Linked DNA regions of Mus musculus: all the other regions are linked to region 2. The links are chromatin contacts, called in public Hi-C and HiChIP or PLAC-seq maps. All regions are on one chromosome and are shown on one strand. The core of a region is the stretch at or near the end of the contact, and the rest is flanking DNA. Distances in the headings are between cores, read along the strand shown.

Region 1 (3,010 bases), core at 335-2,834, 150 kb before region 2:
CGGGGCTCCCTGCCAGCCAGCTTTGCCTTCTTGGTGGTCTACAGGCTGACAAGAGGATTCAACAAGATGGATGGTGCCTGAGGAAGAAAGAGGTTTTCCTCTGGTGTCTACACTGGCCATGCACATTCACCAATACAAACATACACACACCTAGCACTGTGAAGTCTCCATCAGACATATGTCTTGCTGTCACTCAGCTGCGGACCTGTATCATTATGAGAATAAAAGAACGTCTCATATTTGATTTAGCCCCGGCTTCAGATGTGGAGACCCTTGAGCCAGGCATGGTGAGGCTCACCTACAGTCCTGGTACTCAGGAGACTGAGGCAGGGTAGGTTCTAGCATATACTAGGCTACATAGTTTGAAGCCATCTTAGATTTCACAGGGAGACCTCGCCTCAAGCAACAAAAAAGAAATAAGGATGTTATATGTGGATTAGTGCATCATTCATCATGTTTGTGTCATGGTTTACTCAATGTCAGGCTAAACCCCCAGCTCTGCATCTTTGGCATCTGTCTGTGAGGTAAAGTTTGCTCCTTAGTCTGTCTGATGGCTGTTGTGCTGATGAATCAGAGGGAGGAAGCTGCCCAGGATGAGGGAAACGGCCCTGAAGTTGCTTAGTAACAGTGAAACCAGGAAAACTCGAAAGGGTTAAGAGCTTGTGAATTGGATTGTATGCGTGTGCTGGTGCATGTGTGTCTCTCTGTGTGTCGATTCCTGAAGCTGTCTCTCTAGAACCCACATTTGAGCGTTGCACATTCGTTTAGCTGTCTGACGGACAGTTCAGCTTCTTGTCTGACTTTGAATCCCCTCTGTACTTTTCCTGCTGCATCCTCCCCGCAGGGGTTCCTGTTGGTTGTTCTGTTGGGTTCGTTGCTTGTTTTGTCTCTGCTGTTTAGAGCTCTATTGCTCAGGCCACACACTCAAGGCTTCTCTGGGACACCTTATTCTCCCATGCACATATCCAGTCAGCAAAACACCATGCCAGTGATTCCTTCCAGATGGCCTCAGCTGGAGCCCACTTCACACCAGCTGCGTCCCCAGTCCCCTCCATGGTCACCGTCTTACTCTGTGTCACCAGCAAGCCTTCATTTTTGCTTATTTGTTTATTTTTATCTGTGCGTGCATGCAGGGGTAAGGAGATGGGGTTGTTTCAAAGTCTTAGGTAGCCCAAGCTGGCCCCCCACTCAGCATGTAGCTGAGGATAACCTTAGACTTGTGTTTCCTCTGCTTCCTCCTCCTGAATGCTGGGGTTACAGAAATGCACCCCTCTGCCTTCGAGGCAAGCACTTGGCCAACGGAGCCACATCCCCAGCCCCTAATTTAATTCTTGCTCACGGTCTCCTTTTCTGCTTATCATGTTAAACATTAGGGGAGGAAAAGGCTGGGGCCTGCCTATGGATGCCAGACTAACTCCATAGTAGAGTCAGAAGTTGAGTCCAGTGCCTCTGCCCCTAACCCCCAGGTCTAGCCAACGTACCCTTGTCCCATATTCAGAGTTGGAGGCTGATTTTGCAGTTCAGGGTAAACCCACCCCTCTTCTGCTGCTCTTGGGGAATTTAAAGCTAACCAGGACTGTTAGGCAGAGCGCTAGGTTGTCTTGGCAACACAGACTGAGTTTAAGGATCAAGCTTTATTTAAAACTTGGATTTGAGTTAAATCTTAGATTTCGATAACGCAAGGAAAACTCACTGAGAAATACTGATGGGAAATGCACATGCTAAGTGTCAGGCACACAAAAGATGGCATCTGTCGTTTTTGGAATTTTAATCTGCTTCCTGGTCTTCAGATGGGGGTGGGGGCGGTTTACTTGCATATTTATATTTCCAAGTATGTTTTAAGTTCTTTGTTTTTGTTGGGGCGATAGTGACATTACTCTGTGTGTGTGTGTGTGTGTGTGTGTGTGTGTGTGTGTGTGTGTGTGTGTGTGTGTGTGTTTGGTTGTTGGAAGGAGCCTGAAAGTCTTTCAGGAGCCGGGTGGGGTCGGTTATGTGGGTCTCCCAATATCATTCCCCCTGGCCAGTAGCACCTGCCCACTGATGCCCAGCAGCTCGCTCCCACTGCCTGTCCACAGCTTGGTTGTCTTTCCTCAGGTCCTGCCCATCCTGGGTTGGTTGGTTGGTTGGTTTTTTTTGTTGGTTTTGAGACAGGGTCTATCAGTCCCTGGAACTTCCCAAGTAGGCTGCCCAACACCGAACTCTAGGCACTTGACTGTCTCTGCCTCCCTAAGGTACCTGAGGAGCCACTACCCACAATTTGTCGTTTTTGCGACAGGGTCTCACTATGTAGCCCTGGCTGCTCTGGAATGTGCTATGTTGACCAGACTGGCCTTGAACTCACAGAGATCTACCTGCCCCTGCCTTCTGAGTACTGGGATTAAAGGCTTGGTCCAGTTTACCTGGCTTTTTTTTTTTTAACAAGGATCCCGAGAATCAAACTCAGGTCCTCATGCTCGTTAGCGAGTGTTTTATTGTCTGAGCCACTTTTCCATCTAATATGCAGCTGATTGTGATGTTCAGTAAGCCAGGACCAAGGTATTATTATAATAGCTAGTTCGTAGTGAAAGGGTCTCAGAGGAAAACAATTAGTTATTTTTGAGACTGGGTCTTTACTAAGTAGACCAGGCTGGCTTTGAACTCACAGAGGTCGAACTGCTGTCGCCTCCTGAGTGTCGTGGAAGTCTTTATTTATTTTTTTTTTTTAATTTAATCCTAACAAAAATTCTTTGAGGTAGATACTATATTCACAGTCTGGGGGTAGGGGTGTGCACGAGCGTGCATGGGCTCTCAAGGAAAGTTCAAAGCAGGATACTGGGTGTCTTGCTCTATAACTGCCCCTCCCTCATTCTTTTAGACAGGGTCTCTCACAGTCCCCATCAATCATCCTGTGTCTACTCCCTTTGAACCCAGGTCCTTAATTAGTTGTGAAAGCAAGAGCTTTCACCCACTAGACTATCCCTTCAGCCCCACATTCAAGTTCCAGGGCTAAAGAGATGCCCGAGTGGTTCAG
Region 2 (3,019 bases), core at 125-2,624:
ACACACATCTGTGAAACGAACACACACAGCTCACCTGGTGACCCAAGAAGCCTCTAAGACAATTTGAGAGGGAAGGCTGGGACATGAAAAGATAGGACTATCGTGGGCTAAGAAAATTTAAATGTCAAAGGTGTGCCAACAGTAGCAAGTGTGCCGGGACTCAAGAAACCCTGCAGCTCAGGCGGCAGGCCAGGAGGCACAGACAGGGAGGGGACCCTGATTAACTTGGATGACTGGCTGCCAGTGCCCAAACTCCCTTGGCAGCAGGACCAGCCAACGGAGAGGTGGTGGCTGAGCTTTTTGGAAGAAACGCTAAAGATGACTTTCCACGGGTTGTTCCTGATTGGAGCAAGAAATGTCTCCACATCTTTGATGCTGACAGTGTAGGCTGCTGAGATTCATGGTCCTCATAGGGAGATAAGACCCTGGAAGCTCGGATAAAAGGGAGATACCAGAAAAGCTAGTGCCAACCAGGTGGGTTGTTCTCTCTCCGGCTCACCCTATCAGGAGCAGGAAGGGGTTATGAGAGCCCTCTGGGGGCTGGGGGCGGGGGTAGGTGACTATTACTTTGATCTTTTTCTTGATAAGACTACCCTTGGTAGCAAGATGTATCCTGTTAGCAGCTGGACACTTGAACGGCAGTCAGATGGTCCCCCAGAAAGCTAAGTGGTGACTCTAAGCTAATTGTTGCCCTTCAAGTGTGAGTCAAGGGAGACCAGGATTCTCTCTGGGTGTAGACTTGGGAAGTCAGCCCCAGGTTAGGCTGCAAACAATCTGTGAAGTTTCCACCCCACACCTTGTGTCAAGGTAGGTACCCATTCTTTCTTATGGAATCTATACTATGACCTTGGTAGAAGTGGGGACGGGCCACATGTTCTGGGGCTCTAGGGACGCGGGATGAGAGGTGGGTGTGTGTGCTTATGCCCTTCGTAGACATAGCGAAGGGATGGCTCACAGCATTTTGCTCTCACCCTGGTTTTGACTACCAGCCTTTCCGTCGACACCTCCTCCTCCCCCATGGCATTTGGGGACTCAGGTGTAACCGTGGGCATCGGGCATCCGGGAAGAAGGAGTTAAGGTAGGGGTGGGCGTGCTTGGGTTGGGGCTGAGGTGTTTAATAGAGAGAAGCAAGCAATTGGCGAATGTGAACGTGGGCAGCTTCTCTGGGGAGGAGAGGAAAGAGGGCCGGCTGCTAAGCTGCAGCTCGCCCCCCGCGTGTGTCTGCCTGTGTGTGCAGCGTGCATGTGTGTGAGAGAGCGAGTGAGCGAGCGAGCGAGTGAGTGAGTGTGAGTGCGCGCGCACCGAGGCGTTCCTCAGGTTGCGCTGCCTGGAAACGGAGGGAGCCATTGGAGAGGCTTTGGGGGTGGGGGTGGGGGTGGGAGGTCCCCAATCCTGGGAGAAAAGAGAAGAGAGACTGGGGTGGCCAAGCCAGTCCAGCAACCAGGCTCCAGCCTCGGTGGGGGGAAGAAGCCAAGAGTGGTAGGGGGATCTCCTTGCTAGAGACCGCTAGGCTTCTTCATCTGGAGGAACCGGGGAGGCACTGGGGAGGAGGCCGGAGCTGCATGGAGTTTCTGGGGCGCGCAACTCCGGCGGGGCCTCGGCCACTGGGCTCCCGGGCGCAGCGAGGAGGCAGCCGCGCACATGGGCTAAGCCCGCGCGGCCAGCGGGCGCGGGAGGGGTAGAGGCGAGAGCGGTGCAGGGGGTGCGGGGCGCACGTTCCCCCAGACGGGAGGCGAGGACAAGGACAGGGGAGAAAGGAGCAGCCTAGATCATCGCGGGCTCTGCAAAGCCCAGCTGTGAGACTCAAGGGAAAGGCAAGACTCGCGCCGCGCCGGGCTCCCGGGTGCCGCTGGGTTGGGCAAAGCGGCCTCTCAACCAGAGTGGGGGCACGCCGTGGGAGCCGGCTACGGAGAGGAAGGATGCCCGCGCGGGGACGCGTGTGAGCGCCAGCTTGAGCGCTCTGTTTCGCGTCGCCCCCTCCCTGCGGGCCTCGGAGGAGGTGCCTGGGCTGCCGGGCAGCGGAGCTCCGGCTCCAGGAGAGGTGAGTGATGCTCTCTCCCAGTCTTTATCCTGCATCCTCCCTGCATCGTTGCCTCCCTCGCTGCTTCAATGGTCCCTTCCCCGGATGCCCCTATCCTAGCGAGTCTCGGAGTGGGCGGGTGTGCTGCCCACAAGCGCCTCCCGGACCTGTTGGCCCCGCTCTTAGCACCCCATCTCTCGGGGCCGGGGTGTCACCCGAGCCATCCTGATCTCTCTTCATGCTTAGGGTGGGTGAGGAACGCTGGAATTGCAGAAGGGCCTGGGTACACTCGTGGGAATCCCGGGACTGTGCCCAGCTCGTGGAGTCTTGGGTGCTAGTGGCCATCGGGCTGCGCGCCCCCGGGGACACCCAGGTTGTGGGAAAAGGGAGCTTTGGGTGTCGGGGATCCGATCCGCATCGCAGCCTAAGTGGGAGTCCTTGGTGGCATTCTGGTCTCCGGGAAGCTGGAGTCATGGCGATCTATCTAGGGAGGTGGGAGGTATGGATCACTCCATCTCCATCTTCCCACCCCGATGCTCGCTTCCTTGGGGGAGGATCGGTGGTCTTGGAGCACATGGGGTGACCCTAGAGGCCTCAGGCAGTCCCACCGGGACCTCTGGGTGGCAAGCTTTGGAACTAATCCAGATCGAGGGCAGAGGTAGACACTCCGCCTCTCTAGCGCAAGCCAGGTTTGCCTGGGTGCCCAGCTTCCCCAGACCAGCGCTTCAGGGAGTGAACTTCCTCAGACTTGGTCTGAGGGCGCCTGGGCAGCAGCAGGTAGTTCTAGTCTTGCCTCAGGGAGAACCCGAGGATACTTTGATCCACAAGCAGATGGTGCTAAGCCAGGACTGAGCGCTGCGGTTTGATTCCACAGTGCAGGACACGTGCATCTTCGGCCCCCATCCCAGTGTTTCTTCTCCAAGCTGTTCCTTTGCCCGAGGAGTTTGTGAGAGATCCCATTTGCGCCTCATTCCTTACCTCCAGGGGTAGCTGTGCCTG
Region 3 (3,261 bases), core at 96-2,595, 170 kb after region 2:
GTGCTCAGCTCACATTTTCTTTCTTATTTGGTCCAGGAACCCAGTCTATGGGATGGTACCACCCACAGTGTACAGTTAGTCCTTCAATTCAATTGATCTAAACACACTCTGAAGACAAGGCCAGGGATATATTTCCTAGGTGGTTTTAGATCAAGTTGACCATATTAACCACCACAGAAGGGAGCTACCCTGCTTGGTGCTATTAGAAGCCTTAGAAAGTGTTCATAATTAAATGAGAATGGTGTAATACCTTGGGAAAAAGTAGTCCAGAAAAGTAGGTCCAATGGGCAACTGTCTATCCATAGTAACAGCCATGAGCCCTATCATTCATTATATCACATGTTCTTCTGTTTTATGGTCTATTCTGTAACGAAGTCTAAAATGCCACTACCAGGGCTGGAAAGCGATTAGCTTAGTCCTAGTTAGCTTTAACTATCAACTTGACACAGTTTAGAGTCATTTGGTTAGGATGTCTCAACAGATGAATTGCCTAGATCAGATTGGCCTGTGGTCACATCTGTGGGATCCTGTCTTGATTGTTAATTGATGTGAGTGTTTGGCCCACAGTGGATGCTATCATTCCCTAGGTGGTGGTCCTGGGCTGTGTACAAAAACAAGCAAGCAAGCAAGCAAGCAAGCAAGCAAGCAAGCAAGCAAGCAAGCAAACAAAACAAAACAAAACCAGACAAGCATGAGCCTGAAAGTGAGTCAGGCGAGCCAGCAGGCAACATTCCTTCATGGCTTCTGCTTCAAGTTCCTGTTTCAGTTCCTGCTCTGACTTCCCTTAGTGGTGGACTGTGATGCACCATTGTAGACTAATTAACCCTTTCCTCCCTTAAATACTTTTGAGCTGCGTGTTTTATCATAGTAACAAAGAAAACTAGAACACCTACTTTTCAGATGGGGAAAGTGACGCTAGGATGTGGACTAGGTGTCTTAAAGACACTTCAGAACACCATGCCTGTGCATCCTGCCATCTCCAGAGTCTGAAGTCAGGCTGCATGTGGCTCTGACGTTCTACAGTGCTCTCGGCCATGAGCAAGTATTTCCATGATACCTGAGACCAGAGAGGAGAACTCGAGGAACTGGGGTATTTTGTGCTGATGGGAAAAGACTAAAAATGTAGACAAAGAATTTGGGTTTGACTAAAACTTGTTTTTATTCTATCCACGGAAGAAGAGGCTGGAGATGGGGCAGATTAATAAGGTATGTAGGAGAACACAGGCTTCCTATTCTTTCAAAGTCTTTAATGATGTTCATAGATCCACAGAAGGGAGGGCCGGTAGGAGCTGAGGGAGCCTCATAACCAACCCAGCTCATTTTACACAGGAGCAAATTGAGACCTCTGGTTTTGGCTGCTGACATAATTAGCTACTAAGCCTGGCCAGGAGCCTGGAGTCCTTGCTCACAGGCTGGCCTTTCTCTCTTTTGGACCCACATGTGTTTCCAGAAAGCATCCCGCATGATAAGCTAGTATTAATAACTGGTAAAAAAATTACTGATAACACATGATTCTTATTTTTTAAGGTTTATCTTTAATTAATGTATATGCATGTGTGTCTATGATTCAGTATATATACTTGAGTACAGGAGACCTCGGGATCCAGGGAAAGATGTTAGATGCCCTGGAGCTAGAGTATAGATGCTGGAAGTTGAATGTGGGCTCTCTGCAAGAGCAGCAAGCATTCTTTAACTGTAGAACTATCTTTTCAGCTCCATAATTATTTTTTATTTTTCATTTAGTCTTAATTAGTTTTATTTAATGTGTATGGTCTTTTGCTTGCATGTGTATCTGTGCATCCCTTTTTGCTTGTGCTCATGGAGGCCAAAAGAAAGTATCAGATCTCTTGGAACTGGAATTACACAGTTGTGAGCTGTCATGTGGATACTGGGACTGGAACCCAGGTTCTCTACAGGAACAACTAGTGTTCTTAACCACTGAGCCTTTTCTCCCAGCTTTTTTAGTCCTATGGTTTTTAATGTATTAAGAGTGATGCATTTGCAGTAATTAGTCTGCTAGCTCTCTGTCTAGTGCTCCCTAAAGTATAAATGAGCAACTCATGGAGTTGGTGTGTGTGTGTGTGTGCACCATGCATGCTGGTGTGCATGCCTACACATAGAGGACAGAGAACTTTGGAAGGTGTCCTGCTCTATCACTCTTACCTCATTCTCTTAAGACAGGATCTCTCCCTGAACTTGCAGCTAGACTGGTGGCCAGCAAGCCTCAGCTGTTCTCCTTTCCCCCAGCCCCCATACAGTGCTGAGACATGCTGGATGTCACGTGAAAGGGGTGAATAGCTTACTGAAGAGTTAGCCGATTGAGAGACAGGCATCACTGTGGCCAGCAAAGACATTGTTCAGGAATCAAAGTAGGCTACTCGGTTTTAACCTAACATTATACAACTTCTACACCATGGGATCGTTTGGGAAGGGTCTCAGTGAGGCGTTATCTCGATTAAGTTGGCTGGTGGGCATGTCTGTGGGGGATTGTCTTGATTGTTAATTGATGGGCGAAGATACAGCCTGTTTCGAAGGACACCAAATCCCGGGCTGAACCCTGAGCTGTATAAGTCTGAGGAAAGCCAGCTGAGCATAGCTAGTAAGCAGGCAACATGGGTGCATTTGTTTCTCTCTGCTCTTGACAATGGATGAGTTCAGCTGCTGGACCGCAGTGATGGTCTTTGACCTGGAGCAATGACTCTGAGTGAGGGTCAGGGTGTTTTATGACAGTAGCAGAAATGAAATAAGAGGGGGCCACAAAGGCTCCATATGACTTTAGCAAGGAAAGGAAGCTGTCTGAAGAAGAAGAAGCTCGGGATGGAAGAGTACAATCAACCTGAAAACAGTCCTTAGGAGTGCCGAGTCCTAATCCCTTGGAATTCCAAACGCGTCCCTGGAAAGGATGCCTTGGTGTGGTTGAGTTAAGAGTCTTAAAATAGAGATTGTCTTGGATGGATGATCTGGGTGGTCCCCAAATCCAATACTAGCATTCATATGGGAGGGGGTGGCTTTGTGGAAATATGAACTGTTGCAGCCACTGCAGAAATCTGTATGGAAGGTCCTCTGCAGATGAGAGACAATGGCTGGGGAGATGGCTCAGTGGTTAAGAACAAATACTGTTCCTCCAGAGAACCTAACTTCAGTTCCCAGTGCCCACAATTAGGCAACCCACAGCTGTCTGTAGTTCCAGTTTCAAAAGATCTGATGTCCCCTTTGGCCTCCAATGGCACCTGGATCCATGTACACGTTTTCTCCTTATAG

Evidence for each region. Hi-C and Micro-C count contacts between places; a contact is called where the count stands out from the background. HiChIP or PLAC-seq counts read pairs in DNA pulled down with a chosen protein or histone mark.
Region 1: a contact with region 2 is called in a Hi-C map of cortical neurons, with 2.8 times the contacts expected there. The contact joins the enhancer-like site here to the promoter of Caln1 in region 2. A contact is called at or near these places in 3 of 484 Hi-C or Micro-C datasets (cortical neurons and ventral hippocampal neurons) and 2 of 115 datasets of contacts at active chromatin or transcription factors (embryonic forebrain and forebrain).
Region 3: a contact with region 2 is called in an H3K27ac HiChIP or PLAC-seq map of VIP interneurons, with 2.5 times the contacts expected there. The contact joins the enhancer-like site here to the promoter of Caln1 in region 2. A contact is called at or near these places in 3 of 484 Hi-C or Micro-C datasets (cerebellar granule neurons, cerebellum and nephron progenitors), 5 of 115 datasets of contacts at active chromatin or transcription factors (VIP interneurons, embryonic forebrain, embryonic stem cells and 2 more) and 1 of 9 other capture datasets (embryonic stem cells).

The regions. Positions count from the first base shown.
Region 1 is chr5:130,293,162-130,296,171 of GRCm38.p6, forward strand. All of the region lies in intron 11 of Tyw1 (tRNA-yW synthesizing protein 1 homolog (S. cerevisiae)), which reads left to right. Among named protein-coding and RNA genes, the nearest start is that of Tyw1, 38 kb to the left of the region's middle. Within about 2 kb of position 1,585, at least 9 of the 459 cell types and tissues checked have an H3K27ac peak or open chromatin away from gene starts, as enhancers often do. A contact at or near this core is called in cortical neurons and forebrain, where this site is marked.
Region 2 is chr5:130,447,418-130,450,436 of GRCm38.p6, forward strand. Caln1 (calneuron 1) reads left to right here and starts at 1,375. Exons shown (of 6, transcript NM_021371.2): 1 at 1,375-2,041.
Region 3 is chr5:130,613,071-130,616,331 of GRCm38.p6, forward strand. All of the region lies in intron 2 of Caln1 (calneuron 1), which reads left to right. Among named protein-coding and RNA genes, the nearest start is that of Caln1, 170 kb to the left of the region's middle. Within about 2 kb of position 1,346, at least 9 of the 459 cell types and tissues checked have an H3K27ac peak or open chromatin away from gene starts, as enhancers often do. A contact at or near this core is called in VIP interneurons, where this site is marked.